Regions from separate parts of the Zea mays genome. Here all the other regions are linked to region 2. The links are chromatin contacts, called in public Hi-C maps. All regions are on one chromosome and are shown on one strand. The core of a region is the stretch at or near the end of the contact, and the rest is flanking DNA. Distances in the headings are between cores, read along the strand shown.

The links. Hi-C and Micro-C count contacts between places; a contact is called where the count stands out from the background.
Region 1: a contact with region 2 is called in a Hi-C map of tassel, with 4 times the contacts expected there. The contact joins the promoter of LOC100286187 here to the promoter of COAC2 in region 2. A contact is called at or near these places in 4 of 25 Hi-C or Micro-C datasets (ear, leaf, leaf mesophyll and 1 more).
Region 3: a contact with region 2 is called in a Hi-C map of ear, with 2.0 times the contacts expected there. The contact joins the enhancer-like site here to the promoter of COAC2 in region 2. A contact is called at or near these places in 3 of 25 Hi-C or Micro-C datasets (ear, leaf and tassel).

What each region holds. Positions count from the first base shown.
Region 1 is chr5:155,918,327-155,921,026 of Zm-B73-REFERENCE-NAM-5.0, reverse strand. LOC100286187 (peroxisomal membrane protein PMP22) reads right to left here and starts at 1,268. Exons shown (of 7, transcript NM_001159075.2): 1 at 854-1,268; 2 at 648-746. The coding sequence starts at 979.
Region 2 is chr5:155,608,019-155,610,718 of Zm-B73-REFERENCE-NAM-5.0, reverse strand. It overlaps COAC2 (Mitochondrial carrier protein CoAc2), which reads left to right and starts at 1,384. Exons shown (of 7, transcript NM_001136788.1): 1 at 1,384-1,626. The coding sequence starts at 1,483.
Region 3 is chr5:156,000,358-156,003,057 of Zm-B73-REFERENCE-NAM-5.0, reverse strand. No RefSeq gene overlaps it. Among protein-coding and RNA genes, the nearest start is that of LOC103628577, 11 kb to the left of the region's middle. Within about 2 kb of position 1,412, at least 15 of the 20 cell types and tissues checked have an H3K27ac peak or open chromatin away from gene starts, as enhancers often do. A contact at or near this core is called in ear, leaf and tassel, where this site is marked.

The DNA of each region.
Region 1 (2,700 bases), core at 19-2,518, 310 kb before region 2:
TTGGCAGAGGAAACTAGCAGATAACCCAAAAGTGAAATTGTGGTGTGGATTTTTGTTTTGAAAAATGGCCAGATAATCATACATGATTCTGAATAAGTAGCAACATTCATTTGGTAGTGTAAACTAACGATTCATGCTTCACTCAACATTAAGAAACCATAAAAGTTCTATCGTTCCCCAACAAATTATCTCCAACTTCAACTTACGACAACATAAATCACACAGTGATACAGAGCCAAAGGAGATGACATTCACATTGCTGCAACTCAACAGCTGAACTGGAACTAGTTGCTGAATGACTAGAATTCAAGCAATACATCTTTCAACTGCACCTCCACGTCCTCCCAAGAATTTCCCCTAGAACCAGTTTAATAGAGCTACTCACTCCTAGAGGCTAGAACAGCAAGATTATAATTGAGCTGATTTAGGGAATTGCCCGTACTTTACATATCAGTATATCAGAAATTACAGTTGAGTTGATCTAGGGAATTCCCATTACATTATAAATCAGTATATCACCATAAACTGATTCTATTCTGATATAACTAAATGTTCTATTCTCCCAATGAATGAACAAGGAAAGATGCAGTTGCCCCAGTAACTGCATCTGTATGTACCAGAAACTAAATTCAAGGCAGCGTCCTTACCATCTTGAGCAGGAGTCTGCGTTTCTCAATCTTCTGGAACCCAGAGAGCTTCTGCGCCACGGAGTCACTGACGCCGGCGAGGCACCCCGCCGTGATCATCTACGCGTGGCAGCCAACCAAAGCAACCCACTTCAACAATCCCCCACTACCGATTCCCGAAACCGAAAGAGTGAACAAAATCCAAGAACATGACCAAAAGAGAAAACCTTTGTGCGGAGAGGATGTTGCTGGAGCTGGAGCAGGTACTGCCTCCACGCCCTGCGAGCCAGCGACCCTTCTCCCTTCCCTCCATCTCCTTTCCCTCCTCGTCCTGCACGTCCCACAGATGCCATAGCTGAAGTCCTCGAACCCCTTCGAAGTTCGACCCACCTATTCCAAGCACTGCGCACGCGCTCTTTGTATGCCCGCTTGATTTTTTTCGGTGGGGGGATTCTACGATGCCTGGGCCGGCGAGAGGATCGAATCGCGTGGGGAGTGATTCCGGAATCGTGAGCGCGGCGCCGAGGATAGCTGCCGCGGTGGTCCCTCACCGGCCGGACGATGCACGTGGTGGCTGACGTGTGGGCCAGAGGAAGTTAATCCCTTCTTCTAAAGTTAATCCCCACTAACAACCTGACAGGTGATAGGTGATGATATGCAGTTGGCGCTTTTATTAGGCCCAACCAATGCGCTTGTATGGACCGGGTTTTGATGGCCCAGTTTAGATGTTGGGCTTTATTTCTCTGGAAACTATTGGGAGGTCTAGGCCCCTCAGATTTGAGAGTTACAATAACTGAATAAATATTTTTACCGCTCTAAATTATAATCTATTACTCACTTCATACTAAAATATAATTTGTTTTAAACTAATCATATATTTATATATTAAGTAACATATAAATATATTTTTTATGTATATCTATATTCACGGAAAAAATAGGTTAACGGAGTGAGTAACTTTTAATAACTTAGCAAATACTCTTTTCGTTCTAAATTATAAATTGTTTTATTTTTTGCATCACATCTCTAGTAGGAGTTTCTTCCTTCATGTGTCATTCTTCTCCCCACGTGTGCTCGTCCCCCTTCCACACGCGGAAAACAATTTCACCCCACACACCAGCAAAAAATCAAAAAAAATTACACATTCATGGCACTACAAATATATATATATATATATTAAAAAATTTAAAATAAAAATTATGACGGATCGGCTCGGCACTGCGAGCAAAGAAGGCAGCTCAAGCACAGCACAATTTAAATCGTATGGGGCTGGATCGTGGCACTATTAAATAGGGTGCACCTTAGGCCAGCCCGCTAGACACAACCCATTTAGTCATCTATGGTCCATTACCTCTTCCCTCGCTGTCTCAGATGTCACGAGCATGAAAAAAGCAAGAGAAAAACTTTATCTTATCTAATCCCGCACCACATACCTCGCCATTCGCACTCAACCAATCTATAAGTTTAGATCGTGTTTGAATAACTATTTTATTTCAACAATGTTTGCCTATATGATATATAGAAACCATAGCGAAGCATGAGTAAAAAACTAGTTTGTTATGAATCTAGACATACATCATGCATATATGATTTTAAACGGAGAAGTATATTAACATATGACAATATTAATAAAGAGGGATGGCTAAAATTTTATGTAATGGAATAAGTTTTATGAGAATAAAGCTAGTTTGAACTGTTTACAAATGTTTATGAAAGTTATTTGCCTCTTAGATAAAAAAGAAAAAATAAAGTTCAATTTCACCTAGATTTTTTATCACTTGAGAAAATGAAATTCAATTATTTCTAACTATAGAATGCATCCAATAAACCTCCCCACAAAAGAATAAAATTTCACCATTGACAACTATACCATGCATACTCATACACCACAATGTTGCATTCTCCCTAATTTCATTCCAATTTGAGGCAAATGAAACATGTTTTCTAAATTATCCCTGATGCTCCGTTTGGATCATTAGAATTAAATTCCATTCTAACAATAGTAATTTTGGCATATATCAATTAAGCTAATTCAGTTTTATGCAAAATATATTTGTATGCTATTATTAGCAAG
Region 2 (2,700 bases), core at 135-2,634:
ATGGCAGCATCATGTCACCGCCTTGGCAGGGAGCAGTAGCGCTACGCGGACAGGTCCGCACCAGGCTAGGCCTGGACACGCGTCGGCACCGGACCCCTGCCTGAGCAAGGCCTGGGTATTCTCTGCCCCTGAGTCCCGGGACTCGGCTGTGGGTAGTCCGGACCCCACGTAGAGGGGTCCGGGACCCGTCCCGGAGGTCCGGGTCGCATTCGCGGGGTCCTGAACCTTGCCCCAGAGGCCCGATCTACATGTACAGGGGTCCGGTATTTTCCCATGGGGTCCGAACCCACTGTTGGTATCTTGGAGTGTATCGTTTTCTCAGGCCACATGGCGACCCTGGGGCCATCCACGTGGTGGAGTCGGGTGCTGTTCGTCACGTGACTAGAGATAGTCGTGTGGGCACCACGCCTTCATGCTGTAGTAAGGGGTACCCCTGATTCAAGGTACCGATAGACTTACATCTACAGCTCCACGATTTTTTAGAGCACCTAATGACCTTATCCATAATTTCACCAATTTTTTTGTAGTCGGAGCCGTCCTAAATAGAGTCTAAGAGCATCTACAACCCTAGAACACCGGTTCAGTTTTTTAAGTATAATAGACGATAAAGATATTGCATGTTATAATTTTGAGATCATGGATCATCAATACAACTAAGAGACAATGTGTATTAAAAGTTGTGAGGAGAAGAGCATGTCTCTTGTATTTTTTTATTTAGTTCTCTAGAGACACCTAAAAGAAGTTATATTAAATAGGTTGTACGTGTGCTTAATAGGTTGGATGATATTCAGCTGTTGTAGATGCTCTTGTCGAGGCAGCAATCAGCATGAACCACGCGTGTCCATTTCATAATAAAACATTCTCGGCTCGGTGGCTACGCGCGCCCTCCACCACCAGCCAACTGCTGATTCCACCACGTCTGACCGGCGGCTTCGCCCCTGTTTGTTTCAGCTTTTTCCAGCTTCTGGCCACCAAAAGCTGCTGCGGACTACCAAACGCATCAGCTTTTCAGCCAGCTTTTATAAAATTTGTTTAGGTAAAAACTATTCAAAATCAACATAAACATATAATCGGTTGAGTTGTTGCAATAGTAGGAATCCGTCACTTTCTAGATCCAGAGCCCTATGAACATTTTTATCTTCCTCCGCACGTAATCCTAATAATACTCAGATTTTCCCAATAGCCAGATTCTCCTCACAGCCAGATTATCAGAAAAGCTGTTCAGAAAAAAGCTGAACCAAACAGCACCTTCCTTTCGCCTTCCGCCGCCCACCGCCGTGTACACGTGGCCCCGTACCGCTTTCACTTACACGTGGGCCCCGCGCTGCCTGATTGGCCTGATTCCCTTCCGCCTTCAATTCCTACGCGCGGTCTCCCTTCTCTTCCACCTCAATTCGTGTCGCCTACGCCTCTCGCTCTCCTCCCGCCGCGCGCGCGAGAGGAGGGAAAGGGAGGGGAGGAAGCCGGCGGGGGGCGCGCGGCATGGACGCGCGGGCCAGGGAGGCTGCAGAGACCAGCGGCCCCGGGTTGCCGCTCGCCGTGCGGGAGCTCCTCGCCGGAGGGGTCGCCGGGGGAGTCGCCAAGACCGCTGTCGCGCCGCTCGAGCGCGTCAAGATCCTGTTCCAGGTGCGTTGCACACACGATCCTTGCGCGCCCGCCTGGCAACAAGTTTCCCTTTAAGAACGTGTAGCGATGTATACAGAATCTTGACGAATTGAGGAGAGGTTGAATGTTGCCGTGGCATAATTTGCCTCTCTGGGGACCGGGAGCTGAGATGCGTTTTCGTGCGGCGGTTGTTCTCGCCCGATCTTGTACGGCGGATTCTTTGTTCGCCCACTGTCTTGGGCTCTACAGTATTTCTAACCACAGATGCAAATTGCGTGATCATGGAACCTTGAATGGCTAGCATCACTTTAATGAATAACGATACATGTTGTCGGTAGGTGAACTTCATCAGTCATGCGACAATCTGGCCGTGAATAAAGTACAATTCCAGTCCTTAAACTTGTCTGTCGAGTCTCCCCGTTTTCTTGCATAAACCAACGCGGGGAGGAGGAAACTTGCGGTGCGCAGAACATGGCGGTTGAGACTTGCAGCTAAGCTTCAGAGTCGCTTGATTTTGTCGATTTTGCTGTTGTTGAGACTTGCAGCTATGCTTCAGAGTCGGCCGATTCTTTGTCCACAAGAGAAGAAGCAAACATGAGTACTCTGCAAAACTAGAGAACTCGGAAGGCTTAGCCATAAAAGACCGGCAAGAGTTTTCTGGCTATGCCAATTAAAATGCCGAGGGGAAGGAATGTATGTTACGTCACGCTCGTTCAAAACTGAAAAGACAGTGAAATACGAGAGGAATGATGGTAACAAATTTAGTTTGGTGAGCAGCTTAGAGAGCGCAAGTGAGGTTTCATTGCGAGGTGGTGGAGCGGCTATGTTTTGTCGATTTTGTTTTGTCATTTCATACTACTAAGATTAATTTCACAAGTTATTTTCTATTTGATGTCTTCTCTAGATCGTGTTCAAAAAAGAAGATTTTTTTTTAAAAAAAAACTCTTTTCAATAGTTGTTGATGAGGTCTTGAGAGGGTTATTGATTTTTCAGGAAAGTTTAAGCAAGAAGATGGGAAAGGCCCTTTTATTGGGTCTGTTTTGATCTGTTTTAGATCTAAGAGAGACCCGAACATGGATAATGCTTTAAGAGATA
Region 3 (2,700 bases), core at 163-2,662, 390 kb before region 2:
CTCCCTGCGCTCGACGTCAACCTCGTCGAGGCACGCCTCAATGTCCTCCTGGATCTTGCGGTAGAAGCCGGCGACGTTGCGGAACAAGTCGAATAGCATGCCCAGCTGCCAGCCGTGCTCCAGCGTGTTCACCGCCGCCGCCAGCGCGCCGCACAGGACGGCGGCACCGGGGGCCAAGGAGCCGGCCTCGCCGGAGGAGCCGATGAAGGCCGTGGCCAGCGCGGCCGTGCCCGCGAGCGCCGGGCCGGCGACGGCGAGGCCACGGTTGAGACGCAGAGCCAGCTTGGCGTTAGACACGTACTCCTGCTCGTCCTTGGCCCTGAGCACCCGCACGATGCCGCGCATCTCGTCCTCCAGCTCCCGCGTCCAGCCGTTGCAGTTGCTGGCCGTGGCGCCGTTGACGGTCTTGGCGGCCGACTGAGCCGGCCTCTTCCTCGGCTGCCGTCTGGGCCACCACCGGGTGGGCTCGACGGCGCTGGGGAACTTGTCGAGCATGCCGGGGAACAGCGGCAGCGGGTACGCCGCGTCGAGGGCGAGCACCCTGTCCATGGCCTCTTGGACGTCGTCGTCGGCCTCGGCTGTGGTGGCCGTCCGGTGGTCGAGCGCGGCGCGGACGTCGCGCTCGAGCTGCCTCCAGAGGCGCGTAGCGTTGCGCTGCTCCTCGGCGAGCTGCGACGGCTGCATCCTGTTGACGGCGGCCATGGTGACGGCCGCCGTGGCCAGGAGGACCCCGGCCGAGGCCCTGAGCGCTGGGAGCGTCGGGGAGGCCGGCGCGAGCGCGGACGCCAGGGACGCCGTGAGCGCCAGGGAGTTGGTGGCGTGGAGCAGCAGGTGGTTCCAGTTGTCCCGCTGCCTGCCGATGATGTCGTGCATGTCGGCGCGGTCCGCACACGCCTCGGCGATTGCGCGGAGCCTCTGGGCCACGGTTCCCGCGCCGCGGGAGACCTCCGGCGTCGGCGTTTCAACTGGCGCGCGGCCGTTCAAGGCGTGGTCGTCGGCGCCGCCGCAGCCCACGGTGGCGGCGTCCCGGGCGACCTGCCGCAGGTCGTCGACGCTGACCAGATGCCGGATGTTAGCCTGGGCCCGCGTGCGCCGCCGGAGCCGGTTGCCGCGGCGCGGGCGCGGGCGCGAGGCCGGGAGCAGGGCGGCGGCTACGCCTTGCGACTGGAGTAGTGACTCCATCTACGTGTAATCTCTTGCTTCGATCTTACATACGGTGCCTCTGTTGAATCCTGACAATTGAGCTGCTGTCTGTCAATATGTAGGCGGCGAGGAGGGACGCCATGTGGACGAGGGCAAGGAAAGGAACCCTGGTGATCGTGTTCGTGTTCTGAAAGCAGTAGAATAGTACTACTCCGTACAACAGAACGGGTCTGCAGCAGAACAGGACGGGTGCTGCTACTGCTTACTGCAGTCTGCCGTTTTGAATGGATCCAAGTCGAGGTCTGGACGACGACGAAGCAGTCACGACTCACGAGTCAGGACAGGACTCAGGACGCACTGGTGACTTGACTGACCTGACGCCCGACCTCTCCTAGCTGCTCGCATCGTCACTTTTTTAGAAGTCGATCTCGAGAATTCAAACTACCAACTTTAAACAAATATATACTGATAATATTTATAATATATAATCAATATTAATAAATTAGTCATTATATCTATACTTTAATCTATTAAGAACATAACGTGGATACCTCGTGCTACCACGGCTTCAACCTCCACGCTGACACTCTAGACCTGTCCCACGCGCTGCAGATCCATTCTCTAGAAATTTTGAGCTAACTACCAGACCACACATATATTAGTGTTTAGAAATAAACAATAATTATATTTAAATAAATATCTCAGTACCTATTTATACGATATATAAAAAACTTAGCAAAACACGAGCAACTGGCTAGTATACTTTTAAGAGTAAAGTGCTTCATCAGTCATGAACTATTTCTGATTTGTTATCTAAGTCCATATACTATTAAGTTCCCGTGAACCCCATTAACTATTTAGGGCTTGTTCGGTTACGTCAATCCTTTAATCCCCTTCTAGATTGGTATAACCGAACAAGCCCTTAAGTGACAACTAGGTACAAAGGTCACAGAAACCATATTCGAGAGAATTGATGGAGACTAATTCCCTCTCTATTTTTTTAATTTTAAGTAGCAAGAGATTTAATCTCCTTCAATCCATTTCAATCCACCTGCTAACCGAAGAAACTTGGAACGCCATGTTAGCTATTGGACCAGGTCTTGGCCCATTTATTAACACACTTTAAATGTTTCGTGGACCTTGTTGTGAGTTAACTAATTCCATTTTGATGTCATCAAATCAAGTAAAAAAGGGTCATCTCACTCTCTTCCAACCAAACAACACATGTACATGGTTCAAAAGTCAAGTTTTCTTTTCAATATCTTTACTTTTGCATAATCCTATTTTTGTTCATCCACCCATGCAATAGAGTGGATGCGAAAATAAAGGGGGTTTCCTTAAAAATAGGCTTCAAAATAGAAATATGGAATAATGGCGACTTAAAATAGAAATAGGCTTCAAAATAGTATAATAAAAAATGAATTCATGGATTTAACACAATCTTGGTTGTGACGTCATAGATAAAAAATGGAAAAAAATTCTATCTTTGAGACGACTAAAGAAAGGCATTGAATGAGAAAGAAATTGTTCATAGATAATCAAACTATTGTATGTCAT